Regions from separate parts of the Mus musculus genome. Here region 2 is linked to region 1. A link is a contact called in public Hi-C data. All regions are on one chromosome and are shown on one strand. Each heading gives the region's core, a stretch centred on a gene start, on an enhancer-like site or on the middle of the called end of the contact. The rest is flanking DNA. Distances are from core to core; before and after follow the strand shown.

The links. A called contact is a pair of places that touch in the nucleus more often than the background predicts.
Region 2: a contact with region 1 is called in a Hi-C map of regulatory T cells, with 5 times the contacts expected there. The contact joins the promoter of N4bp2l1 here to the enhancer-like site in region 1. A contact is called at or near these places in 1 of 39 promoter capture datasets (liver), 1 of 484 Hi-C or Micro-C datasets (regulatory T cells), 3 of 115 datasets of contacts at active chromatin or transcription factors (craniofacial prominence, embryonic forebrain and forebrain) and 1 of 9 other capture datasets (pancreatic islet).

Annotation. Positions count from the first base shown.
Region 1 is chr5:150,219,292-150,226,098 of GRCm38.p6, reverse strand. It overlaps a transcript of Fry not described here. Among named protein-coding and RNA genes, the nearest start is that of Fry, 37 kb to the left of the region's middle. Within about 2 kb of position 2,373, at least 36 of the 459 cell types and tissues checked have an H3K27ac peak or open chromatin away from gene starts, as enhancers often do. A contact at or near this core is called in regulatory T cells, where this site is marked.
Region 2 is chr5:150,591,912-150,598,718 of GRCm38.p6, reverse strand. It overlaps N4bp2l1 (NEDD4 binding protein 2-like 1), which reads left to right and starts at 4,194. Exons shown (of 5, transcript NM_133898.4): 1 at 4,194-4,455. The coding sequence starts at 4,283.

The DNA of each region.
Region 1 (6,807 bases), core at 1,124-3,623:
CTTTACTCTCTATTTTGTGTCAGATTAATTTTCTAAAAAAAAAAGAAAAGAAAGAAAAAATTTCCAGAAAGTGCTTTGAACTCATGAGAGACTCTCATATCAAATTTCAGGATCTAGCTGACCTCGCTCAGGTAGATTTTAAGATATTAAGATTTTAAGATATTAATGTGGATTTTCTTTCTAGCTCCATACATTCACCTGCAAATGTCATGGCTTCATTTTTTTCCCTATAGCTAAATAAAATCCCACTGTGTATATGAACCATATCTTCCTTGCCCATTCATCAGCTGATGGACATTGTCTTAGGTAGGGTTTTACCTGTGAACAGGCACCATAACCAAGGCAACTCTTATAAGGACAACATTTAACTGGGACTGGCTGACAGGTTCAGAGGTTCAGTCCATTATCATCAAGGGCAGGAGCATGGCAGCATCCAGGCAGGCGTGGTGCAGGAGGAGCTGAGAGTTCTACATCTTCACCTGAAGGCTGCTAGCAGAATACTGGCTTCTAGGCAGCTAGGATAAGAGTCTTATAGTCCACACCCACAGTGACACACCTACTCCAACAAGACCACACCTCCAAATAGTGAAACATACAGCCGTTACTAAAGTAGTCTAGGCTGTTTCTGTATCTCAGCTATTTATGAAAGAACAGCAATGAACATGGATGCCCATGTGCCTCTGTAGCAGGAAACAGAGCCCAAGGGTACCATAGTAGGGTAGGTCTCTTCCTAATTCCTTTTTTTTCTCCCCCCCCCCCAACCCTTGAGGAATAAGATCACACCCGTCAAACTCTAGCTTGGAGCAGGAAGGGACTCATGAGTCCCCACCCATTACATCAGGTGCTATGGACAGACAGTTGATGGCTTCTGGGGAAAGAAGAGGTAGTTAGTTTCCTTTACGGGTGTGTGTGGCTCCTGGTGGGTCAGCTATACTCAGTGGATGGTCCCACACCCAGGAGTATATGGGCTGATGGATAACCGAATGAAAATAGATAAATAGAGGGTAATTCAGAGGTTAGGAAGATGGGAATGCATTTGGAGGAGCTAAGAAGGGATGAATATGATTAAAATGCATTGTGTGAAATATTGCGGAAACTAATTTAAAATACTTAGAAAAGAAATGAAGGCTTACTATGTAGTGTGCTGGCTAGTTTTCAGTATCAACTTGACACAGGCTAGAGCCACCCAGGAACAAGAACTCTTAATTAGGTAAATGCTCCACTAGACTGGCCTGTCAGCAGATCTGTGGAACATTTTCTTGATTAATAATTGATGGGTGAGAACCAAGTCTACTGTGGGCGGATGGCCTGGGTTCTACAAGAAAGCAGGCTGAGCAAGCCCATTAGCAGCACCCCTCCATGGTGTCTGCATCAGCTCCTGCCTCCAGGTTCCTGCCCTGACTTCCTCCAGTGATAGACTATTACCTGGAAGTGTAAGCTGAAATAATAATAATAAATTTATATAACTATATATTACAATTTATATAACATATAGAATACTTATATTATTTTATATATACAAGTATATACTTTAGATATATGAATATTATGTAATAAAATATAAAATAATATAATTATATATTTGTGTACTTATAATTATATATTAAGTATATAATTATATGTATTTTATTATATAATATATAACACATAACATAAAACATATAACAAAATATATAATATTTTATATAATATATACTCATCACAGCAATAAAAACTGCAACTAAGACACTCAGAAAACTCACATACTCTTAAAAAAAAGAACAGGATCTACTGAAAAACAAAACGATAATGCAAAATATCAATGTTATAAATAGTTTTTATTCATTAAAAATTTTATATTCATTAAAAACAAACAAACAAACAAACAAACAAACAAACAAACAAACAAAAGGAGCCCTAAAAGGAGACAAGAAAGACAAAAACATGTCAGGCCTCCCAGGGAAGAGTGTAGACATTTGTTCTTTCTGCGTCTACAGGCTCCTGCCTCCATTCTGCCCCATGCTTCCAGCTGGGTACGGCTACATTTCCAGAACATTCTCTGATCGTCTTAGCTACTTTATCTCTTACCACAAAGCCATTCTGCTACAAGCAAACTGATTTCCCTTAAGTCACAGGCCCTCACTGATCTTCATAGGTCTGATCGATATGTAGGTCAAGTAGCTCACCCCGCCCCCTCTCAGTCTAGGGTCTCTACATGGAGTTAGGACTTGTCCCAGGCCAGCCAGTCAGCGGGTGATAGATCTAAGTTTCAAAGCCACTTGGCTTTGTTTCTAATGTACCATTCATCTAACAAATGCTAGAAACCTACCACATAGCAAGTACGGGGCTAAGCATGCCTTATATGGTGTTGAACGCATAACACAAAACAGAAACAGTCCTTTGTCTCCTCTGTGACACTAGCCGGGGATTTCCAGAGTAAAGTCCCCCAGCACACAACACAATGCAATAGGTCCACACAAACTTGGCCCAACACATAATACAACTGACTTCTATTTGTGGCCATGTCGGGTACTGGTTCTCACCTGATTTTACCCTGTGTTTATGGTCTGGGTTGGTGGATCAGGGGCACGCGCCCCCCACCCCCGGACACCTTACTCAGCTAATAAGGGCCACCCGAAGGACTCTATCATAAGAAGTCTTTTCTCCTACATACAGCGAATGTCTCTGGAACAAGAAACGGTGCTGAGTGAGCTGGCCCTGGGACCTTTTGGTTGGTTGATTGGCTGTTTCTCTGCGTAGCCCTGGCTGTCCTGGAACTCACTCTGTAGACCAGGCTGGTCTCCAACTCACAGAGATCCTCCTGCCTCCTGAGTGCTGGTACTAAAGGTCTGTGCCACCACCACCCAACTGGAGTTTTGTTTTGTTTTGTTTTGTTTTTGGTCCTGAGCCTTTTAATATTAAACCATTCATATAGCTTTCACTCAGAAGTCCTTCTGAGAAGCTAAGAAAAAGTGATTGAGCAACATGACTCAGTGGGTAAGAGCATTTACTACTGCGGCAGAGGATCTGGATTAGATTCCTAGAATCCACAGAGCAGCTCACAACCATCTGTAACTCTAGGTTGGAGATTCTACACCTTCTTCTGGCTTCCATGACATCGTGCACACTCAGTGCACAGACATGCAGGTAGGCAAAACACACACACACACACACACACACACACAGACAGACACACACACTCACCAGATTCCCTGTACACAAATACATTCATGATAGCATCATCAAAGAATCAGAAACGGCTCCTAGGTATAGGTAATTGGCCAAGTATATCATTTCACAAGGAACAGTCCACTGTCAGCTACAATGGCTATCATGTTAAATGTCTTTTCCTTTTCAATATAAATATAATAAAAGGTTGGTGCATATCTATGCTTTCATCATTAAGCATGCTAACATACTCAGGAATCAGCAGCCTTTACAGCTTGGATATAAAGGTCTCAACAAGTCTAAGGTGGAATCCGGATTGGATGGTATAATCCTAGCCATATTTGTCGTTCGGGGCTGTTAGTAGGATTACCAGAGCTGGTGCACGGAGGGAGGTTGATAAGAGTCAATTATAATTCCTGTATGGGCATGTCTGTGCCCCATTTACAGGACATGATTCAATCATTCATTCACGTCTTTCCTTGTTCATTAACATGTTTATTAGATCCGGTCTGGATGCCAGGCACGATCTTAAATGGCTTTGGGGGGTACATGTGGGGGTGGGGAGGTTGAGACAGGGTCTCTCAATATAGCCCTTGGCTGTTCTGGAACTCACTATGTAGAACAAACTGACCTCGGCCACAGAAATCTGCTTGCCTCCGCCTCCCAAGTGCTGGGATTAAAGGCATATGTCACTGTGCCTAGTTTACATGTTGCTAATAAGGTGGCAAATTAGTAATTTCTTATCCAGCAAAGAAGACAGGGAAGTGGCTAGCAGGTTTAAATCAAAGTCTGTAGAGGCCGCTAGGACGTGTTTATTAAAGGATCCAATGCAGCCTGGATGGCAACATGGCTTTCCTGAAGGGCTCACCCCCACAAGGAGTCCTCAAAGAGTCTTGATTTTAGTTCAGACAAGGAGGGCGATGGAGCAGGGAGGGACTAGGTCTATTCCAGCCAATCAGACTGGCGCAGAGGTGAGGAAAGGCACCTGAATGGTTCAAGTGGTAAAAAAAAATCATGGTGCCTGCCAAGATTTCAGAATTCCTGAATCTCTCTGTGCTGAGTCTGGGGCCTTCCAAAAAATGGGTCCTCAGCAGGCATAATGGTTACCTTTGTCTGCAAACTCACACGTCACTGCTTACAAACGCAACTCTCTGCTGCCCGTGAGTCAGGACGTTCAGCAATATGACGTCACACGTCTCCCCAGCTGTCAACACTTTGCCAAACAAAAATATTTTTCTGTACGTAAGACCGAGTTATAATAAGAATTCCATCCGAGTTTCATCAGCTGTTGTGACCAAAAAAAAAAAAAAAAAGTGGATCCTGGTTCTCTGTGGGAGGTGACATTTTGTTGACATATGAGGCAATTTCGTGAGATAAGACATGCAAGATGAGACAAATCACAGCACTGGGGAGGAAGAAATTAGATGCTGCTCCTTCACAGTTCCGTAGCTTTTGTTTTTCTTGAAAAGAATTAGACAAATATAACATGGTCAATTCCAGTTATTGGTGGCATAGAACGTGGGGTGTGATTAAAGGAAGGAGCCCAGGGTACACTCTCATCCACCCTTGTTAGAAGCCTGCGCCATTCTAACCTCTGAGATTTCACGTTTTATAAGGAACTTCCTATCAGATCAGAGCTCTCCACCCACAACACCTTTTAAAGTCTGATACACACATACATCCCGATTGCTAGTTGTCAAGGATGAAGCAAATTATCCTGATATTTTTTGAAAACTTGGGAGAAGAGCTTTTTTTTTAAAAGTGATTTCTCATTCTTTGCAAACAACTGCATTAGGATTTGTTCAGCTAGCCACATCTTCTACAGAAGACAACAGTCACTGATAAGCCTGCATCCTATTCTACAGACGACGGCTTTTGCATCTTAGCCTGTGGAAACATAATGGCATACAAAGGGTGGGGTCTTAAGGGGTATGGAGGGAAGGGGATGCTGAAACCCCCTTCTCAATTTTCCTTTCATAAGCACCACACCTAACATTTAAAATCTTGCCACAAAGGCACACACATTGACAACACGGCTGTAATCTGTACATCAGAGCTGTTCGTAGAAGTTCCTCACAGAATGTTTAGAAGGACTCTTGCTAATGAGCATCAGCTCAAGAGAGGGAAACGACGCTTGCTTATCATTTCGCTCCGAATGTACTGAACAACTGGAGTCCACCAGCGTGCTGAAAACGGACTGTTACCTTGGTTAATTTAACAAGGTCACTCTGTGCGAAGCTAATGGTAACTTTAAGATACTTAAAACAGTTTGTTTTAGAAAGACATGCAAGAACTACAACAGCTCCTGAGACAGAATTTGCCCAGTATCTATTACTACCAAAATAAAGAAGACAAGCTGATAAGACCCCAGTCTATCTCCGCAGCTCCCCCACTGGCTGCACAGCTGAATATTCCCTAGTCCATCTCAGGGGCGCCCCCAGCGGCGGGATGCAGAGCTGCAATCTAGACAGCCCGGCCTGAGGTAGGTTCTGGAATTAGTACAAGTTAGCTTGCATATCAGGTTGTAGGCTGCTGGAGTTAGAGGCAGGGGCTGTGGGTTGTGAGAGCTGCAGAGAGGCTGTTCCTGTGAGCTCTGAGAACAGACGTTATAGGCAGGGGAATATATCTGTGGTCCTGAAGCAAGACCCGAAGGGAAATTTATGCATTTAAAAACATCTCCACATATAGGGCATTGAGTTAAAATTACAGACATAGACCCAAGGGAGAAACATTCCAAGAAAATGTTTGAGAACACCCAATGGCATCATGATGACTAACTGCTTTGCAAGGCCTTGCCCTGAACACGGCCAGGCCTGGGAGGGAGGTCTGTCTTCCCTTCCCCTCACCCTCTTTTTTATGCCTACTTGTGTTGAACCCAGGACGTCACATATCATAGGCAAATGCTTTGCCATTTAGCTGAAGCCCCTATGTGGGATGTTCCTCTAGAGGGTCTCTCTCAAATGCTCTGGCTGACCTTGAACTTGGAATCCTCCTGACTCAGCCTTCTCAGTAGCTGAGGCTACAGGCAGGCATCACCACATCCTATCATCAGCAATGAACTCAAGACAAAAACAAACAAACAACTTTAAGAAATAAAAAGATGAGCCTATTCACAGAAAGAAATCAGTCTTACATCCTGGACTTGGATTTGACAGGAGCTTCAAGCACTGATTTAAATCTCTTCATCAGGCTGACAAGCTGGCCTAGAAGGCAAAGGCATTCGCTACCCAGTCTGACAACCTTGAGTCCGATCCTGAAACCAACGTGGTGGAAGGAAAGAACTGGCTCTCACGAGCCACCCTATGACCTTCACCTGTGTCGCAACAGACATGTGCCTCACATGAAGAAAATAAATGTAGAAAAAAAAATCACTCTGCTCAGCAGGCTAGAGGAAAACAAAGGCAATGACGTAAATACAATCAAGAAAACGGACCTATGGACTAAGAAGTAAGTTATTAAAACGGAGCCAATAGGAAATGATGGAGCTGAAAAACACAGTAGCCAAGTTAAAATGTTTATGACAGCGTCCAGCAGTACACTGAAGCACGAGGAGAAAGAATCAATAAACTTGAAGACAAAGTCATTTGCTATTGTTGAAATGAATGCAAAGAATGAAAATAAATAATTAAAGGAAAAGTGAATAGAATCTAAGAGATTTAT
Region 2 (6,807 bases), core at 2,945-5,444, 370 kb before region 1:
CAGCCGGGGCTTCTGGAGAAACCCCAAAGTAGCTTCCTTTGTACTCTAGTGAGGTTTCAAGGAAGAGCAGAAGTTACAAGCTTGCCTTCAACCTGCCATCTGTAGTAGGTTTACCACGTTCTTCAGATGGCCCAGTGTCTCCTCCGTGTTTACCCTGTACAGGTTGAGTGTGTGTTGCTGGACTGGAGGTCTTGAGCCACGGTTTGTGGCCTGCACTTGTCTTCTTGCACTCAAGTCCGAAAGGCCGAGAAAATCAAAGCCAGTATCACAGGATTCTGGCGGCACCGATCTGCGCCACGCTAGGGAGCTCACGTGGTCTTCTCCTTTCCTTCCTTGTTCCCTTCCCCCAGTCTTGTTTTGAGATAAGTATTTCATTAAGTTCCCCAGGCAGCTTTGAACTTTCAGAGCTGCTGCCTGGGTCTCCCAAGTAACTAAGACTAAATGTGCTTAATTTAATGTAAAGCAGCCCTGTGGTTCCCTAACTTCAACCTGCCTCCCACAGCTTCCCTCAGGCATCTAGAAGAGGGCAGAGTGAGGCAGAGTTAGGAGGATCGGTAGACTGACAGGCAGGGAGGAGACTGGCATCTGGAAAATTCTTTCTTTGGTGCCGTAAACAGCAAAATGTGTGGCTTTTTATGTTAGAAGCCACTCTGCCATAGCCGTGCCTAGGGATAGTATTGGAAATATTTAACAGCGGGCGTACTGAGGGCAGTCACCAATTTGGACCGTCCTTATGATTTAATAATGCTTACTGACTCACTGGCCACAAGGCTTAGGCTGGGATCTAGAATGCTGCAATTTTCTATACTTTTCTCTACATTTATCACCTTCTAATTTCCAGAAAGACGCTCTGGGAAAACGGGTTAGGACTACTCTCCTCCATGGTATCTTCATAAAACGCGTGCCGTCACACCAAGTTTCCTTGCACCTATGGTGAACATTGGGTGCAGTCCTTACCTCTGGGGAGATGTCTGACAGCAGGGGAGTGACATATTGTGCCAGGGATGTGCTTTAAATGATGGAATGCATGCTATAGAGCTGAGTTTGGTCCCTCGAAACTCATACGCCCACGAATGAGTGGGGGTGGGGCTTGTTGGCGTAGGGGGCGTGGGGCATATTGGAGTGGAGGTGAGGCCAGGTAGGACATTCTTATCAGGTTTGTATAGAGGATGTGTCTGCCCAGCTTCTCTTTTGCACTGTGCTTTTTGTTTCTCCACATCTTATTGAAATGTAACATTTAGAAAAACATCATTTCCCCCAAATGGTTTATCAGATGATTTTTCCCTATTTCTCTTCTGTTCCGTTAAGCCGGAGTCACGCACGCTGCTCAGGCTGCCCTGGGCTTCTGTGCTTAAGAGATGTTTTAGATTTGCCCTCCCCAGCTCCCAAGTAGTTCCCAAGTGTTAGCACACTGCACCTGGTTTCCGTTTGTCCTCTCCATCAAAGTGATCATACAATGCGGCATTCACTGTTTGTCATGCTGGACCATGCAGTGTACGTTTTTATTTTGTTTTTCTTTTGTTTGTTTGAGACATGGTCTCTCTGCATAGCCTTGGCTGTCCTGGAACTCACTATGTAGACCAAGATGGCTTCAAGAACTCACAGAGAACTGCCTGTCCAAGTCTCCCAAGAGCTGAGATTAAAGGTATATGCTACTATGCCTGGCTTATATTTTTTTAAGTCTTCATTTGTGTGTGTGTGAATGTGTGTGTATGTGTGTGTTTTTTAGTGTATGCATGCCACACATATTAGGAGGCCAGAAGGGCTTTGGGTCCTGTTGCTAAAATTTCTTCCCTCAGGGAGACATAAGCAACATCTTTATTCCTTTTCTTCCTGGCCAAACAACAAACTGAGACATGATTCCACCAGAGGTCACTCTGGAGAAGCAGTGAGTTTATTAGGCTTTCTTACACAGCATAGATGAGTGATTACCTTCTAGGGCATGAGTGGTCCTCACCTGAAAGGCCACACCAGAAAGTCTTCACCCAGCAGGGACAGATGAGGGCCTTCCCATTGCTGCATAGATGGGAACCCCTTGTCCCCAGACTGCATGTAGTTAGGACAGAGTTGCATTCAACAGGCAGAAAGGAGCTGAGGGTCCAGTGGCTCTCCTTATCAACCAGCCCGGCTTGGATTTGTGCAAGCCAAACCAGCTAAATACCTCAAGAACGAACGGGGTTGTTTGGCCCAGAGGATAGCCCTGTACAACAGATCCCCTGGAACTAGAGTTACAGGTGCTTGTGAGCCACTTCATGTAGCTGCTGGGAACCAAACACCAGTCCTGATCCCTGAGCTATCTCTCCGTTGTGTGTGAGTGGGTGTGAGTGTATGTGCTCATATGAGGCTGTGCAGCATGCATGTAGAGACCAGAGGACATCAGGGGTCTCCCTTATGCTCTCTGTCTTATTCCTTTAAGAAAGGGTCTCTCACTGAAGCTGGAGCTGCTGATCAATGGGCTCTGCCAAGCCAGTCATCTCCACTCCTCTCAGCACTAGGGTTACGTGTGCAGCCATGCCCTCCTTGTTACATGGGGTTGTGGATTCAAACTCATGCCCTCATGCTTGTACTCTAAGACTCTAGCCTACTGAGCCATCTATCTCCTCAGTCCTTAAACCTCAAAAAACAAAAAAACAAAAACAAAAACAAAAACAAAAAAAACCCCCCAAAAAACCAAAACCAAAACCAAAAACAAAAAATCCACACATTTTAGGGTTTGTTTGTTTTGTTTTGTTTTATTCTAGAAAAACAGGTATCAATGGGTGAACAAGGTTAAGGTCTATACTCAACAAGAAAGACATGACCCCCCAAAATATGGAACACTTCATGAATTTTTGTGGGGCCATGCTAATCTGCTCTGCATCCACTTTAAGGTGCTGCCAAATCGAGCCCTTTAACCCCATTTTGTACCATCCACACCCCAAATGCTCCATGTTTCTTACTGGACAGCAGATGATTGGAATGAAAAAGAAAGTATTTGAGGCTGAGGGGAACCACGTTTGTAAACGTGTGCTAAGGGTATGCTCAGGGTGCAGGAGATTCACTTCCTCAAATGTGAACCCGGACGTATACAAGCTAAAGGTCACTGCTGTTAGGACAAATGTGTCTTCTCCATTCCTCGTGCTTCCTCTTAATGTGCACACAGAAAGAAGGACTAAAGAAGTAGCTTCACTCCGGGAGGGGAATTCCCGGGGGAGCAACCTGACTGCTCCACACCCCAACCCAGGGGAAGTCCAAAGCCAGCGAGATGCACAGGCAGCTGTCCTCCCTCCTTGTACACAGCCCCTTCCTAACGCGCTCATCAGGAAATCTCTGATTTTGACATAGGTTCTGAGTCTTAGAAAGACACTACTTCTTTCTCCACACTTCCTTCTCATAATGCTCATACCTTAGGTGCCAGACACAAAATGTTTTGATTTTTACAACAATTGTAGCCAAAGCCACCAATATCTCAGATTTTCTAGTATGCAAATTTTGAACAGTTTCATTCTGAAAACCAGGACCATTCTATTGCTTCTAAAGGGAAATACTGGAGAGTCACAGCCAGTGGGTGCTGCCAACTCCTGCAACTTGAATTTGGTTTTATATAAATGGTACCATGACAATCTCCCCTGCTATGTGGCAGCGGAAGGTGTTCATGAAGCCTCCTGAGTCCACCCGAGACCCAAGGAGTAACAAGAGACTTAAAAGTTGCATACAGCTTTTAAGGATAGTTTTGGCAGGCCGGTACCGGTACTAAGGAAACGTACAGGACCCTGAAGGAGTGTACCTCAGTCCTTGGGACCCCAGCCAGGTGCTGACTGATTCACAGGCAGTAGGGGAGACAACAGTCTTTACTGTGACTGCTCGGATGCGCTGGTCACATTCTCTAATCTCCCACGGAAAGTATTTACTTTCAAGGTCTAGGCCGGTCTGAAGTGAGATGAGGCAGAGCCGTGGCAGAGGGCTGGGCTTCCACAGTGACTGCAGGGAAACCTCCCACTGTGTCCCCGGGGCCAGGCCCCTTCCCTTGGGAAGGGCTGCGGAAGGCGGCGGGGGGCTGGAGGGAGCGCTGGGGGCTGCGTCACCCACGCTTCCCCGGGCTGTCAGACTCCCCGGCAGCGCCGGGGCCTCACAGGTAGAGACGCCCCCTCCCGCGGTTCGCGGGGCCGGGGAGGAGGGGCCGGGCTCCGAGCGCCCGCCCCTCCATCTATCACATGGCCGGAGAGTCACAAAAACAACAGCTTTGGCCAAGACCGTGACTTCAGGAAGGGAGCTCAGGGCCCTCGCCGCCAGCCCCCTCCCCATGGAGGACAGTTTTCTGGAATCGTTCGGGAGGCTGAGCCTCCAACAGCGGCAGCAGCAGCCGCCTCCTCGGCCGCCGCCCGCTCGGGGGCCACCTCCGCGCCGCCACAGCTTTAGGAAACACCTCTACCTCCTGCGCGGCCTCCCGGGCTCGGGAAAAACCACGCTGGCCAGGTAATGAGAGCGGCCTGGCGCCCACTCGCGCTCCTGCCCCGAGCGGCTCCGCGCGCCGCCCCTGCCCTTGCCCCGCGCGCCCGAGAGCTTTGCCGCGCGCCGGCCCGGGAGGACGGACCTCGGCAGTGCGCCTTGCGCAAGCCCCAAGACGCCGCCGCCGGCCCTTCCCCGCCGCGCCGGGCCTGGTGCCCACCCCTCCACCCCCAACTCCCCGGCAACCTTCGTCCCCAGCCCCGGGTCGGGGAGGCCCGCGGGGACTGCTCTTCGGGAAAAGCTGGTGGTGACTGCAGAGAAACCCGCTCCCCGCCCGCTGGCGCGCAGGCAGCCGCCACGGCGCCCACAGGCGCTGTCACCGGAGCGAGTTCGGGGATGTCCGGGTCGGGGGTCCGCGCGGCGCTGGCCGGGGGCCCGCTTTGAGATCTGGTGGATCGGCGCAGCCTGCGGCTGCTTTGGCGGCTGCGAAGGCGCACAGGTGCTCTGGGGAGGGGGGCGGGGGGCTGGCGGCGCCACCACCGACCGTCACTGACAGCCTCTCCGCGGGCGCCCAAATTCGATCACTCGCGAATTGCGTAAGCGGCCCTTCGGGTACCCGGGCAGAGAGAACTGCGCGGGCTTGCTGCCTGCTGCACCTTGCTAGGCCCACCGCTCCAGCCTGAACGCCCTCCACTTCCTGCCCTGCACTTGGTATTCCAGCAACGTTGGACTGTTTCTCTCTCCTTGCTGGGGTTGAGGATGCTGACCCTCCTGCCTGGCTTTCCCACCGTCACCCTTTGCCCGACTGGTCTCACTAGCCTTTTAAAACCGGTTCTATTACCTCCCCTCGCAGCTGCCTCACCCTGCCGTAGAAGCCGCCCGCCCTTCTCAGCGTCTTGGCTCCTGTTTACATCTCTGTGACTGCGCTTAGGTTTGCACACGGTTGCTTTTGCCTTCTGTGAGATACTTGAAGATAGGGGCCATGTCTTACCCTCCGTGAACGTTATCGGGCACACACTAGTCGATAGAAGCAGTCACTTGCCACCTGTGTGCTTGCTTCCCTTCTCATCAGATAAGGCTAGCCCTAGGACCCTGGAACCGCTGAAGAATCAAGGTAGCCCGCGGTCACATGCTGATTTCCATGGCACCAGGTAGTGATCATAGGGGGAGGGCCCGAATCTTTTGGATGTGGATGATGGGGAAACTGACACGGCCAGATAAGGGACTGACAATTTGTATTGGGGTTCTAGCTGATTTGTGGAGAAGCAGCCAGCTAACGAAAATTGCTACCTTTGCATCTTAGAGGGATAGATGACTTGCGAAGGCCACACTGGTACCCTTTTCTGAGACACCCTTCCGTAGGTTCTTTCCGGAAGCTCCTGGCAGTGGTAGGTTGGGTTCCAAGTGGAGAGCCTCCTTGGAACCCGGGACAACTTGGTTATTTTGTGATCCAGCAATTCACAGAGGGTACATCTGTTACCGGGTGTTTTCAGGATGCCAACCCTTGTTCGATCTCACTTTCACTTTGACAGCCTGTAAATTCTCCACACGCTCAAAGTCAGAGAAGGAAGTAACTTTTAGCCATGGCATCTCTAATCGCTGAGAGAGGAAGTAGTGTGAGGATCAGAGAATAGGGAAGAAAAGAAGCCGAGAGTCAGCACTGGAAAGCCAGGGCTTGGCCCGGGGAGCCTTTTAAGGGTCCTTTCTGTCTCTCCTTTTCTACACTTCTAGGATTTTAATTCCTGCTTGACATTTGACTAAGCAGAAGACATCGGACAAGAGAACATCTCATTAAACACCCGTAGGGACAGATTGGGTGAGCCCCGGCCTGAAGGCAGAAGCCTGCTGTAGATCTACCTCATCACTAGCTAGCTGCTGTCTTAAGCAACCATGACGCCTCTCTGTGACTACTAAGAGGTGATTAAGTTAGAGGGTTCAATGGGAATCTTTCTCGTAACTTCCTGTTGCCAGATCTAAAGAGTCAAGTATGGCTTCCTAGCCAAGCTCTGCCACTCACTGGAGATGTAGTCACTGGTTAGGTGACTGATTGGCAGGACAAGCCCTCGGAGTTACAGAGGCATTGGCTGTGACCAGAGGAGGCAAACCATGGACTCGGCCCCCTACTGTAAGGGGCAATGTAAGCCTTGGCATGCCTCCCGGTGGGCTGTGGGTTTATATATAAAGTTCCGCAGGGTGGGTTGCAAGTAAGAACCAGTCTGGAAGTCACAGCAAGACCTTCCCAGACCATGTTTTCCAGGGAGGGAATAGGAGAGAGAAGAATAGAAGATTGCCTTAAATAACACCATGTAGAACGGAGACACTGTACGGTTATTATGTCCTTACTGGATCCTGAGGGTCATTTTATCTATATGCTTTCAA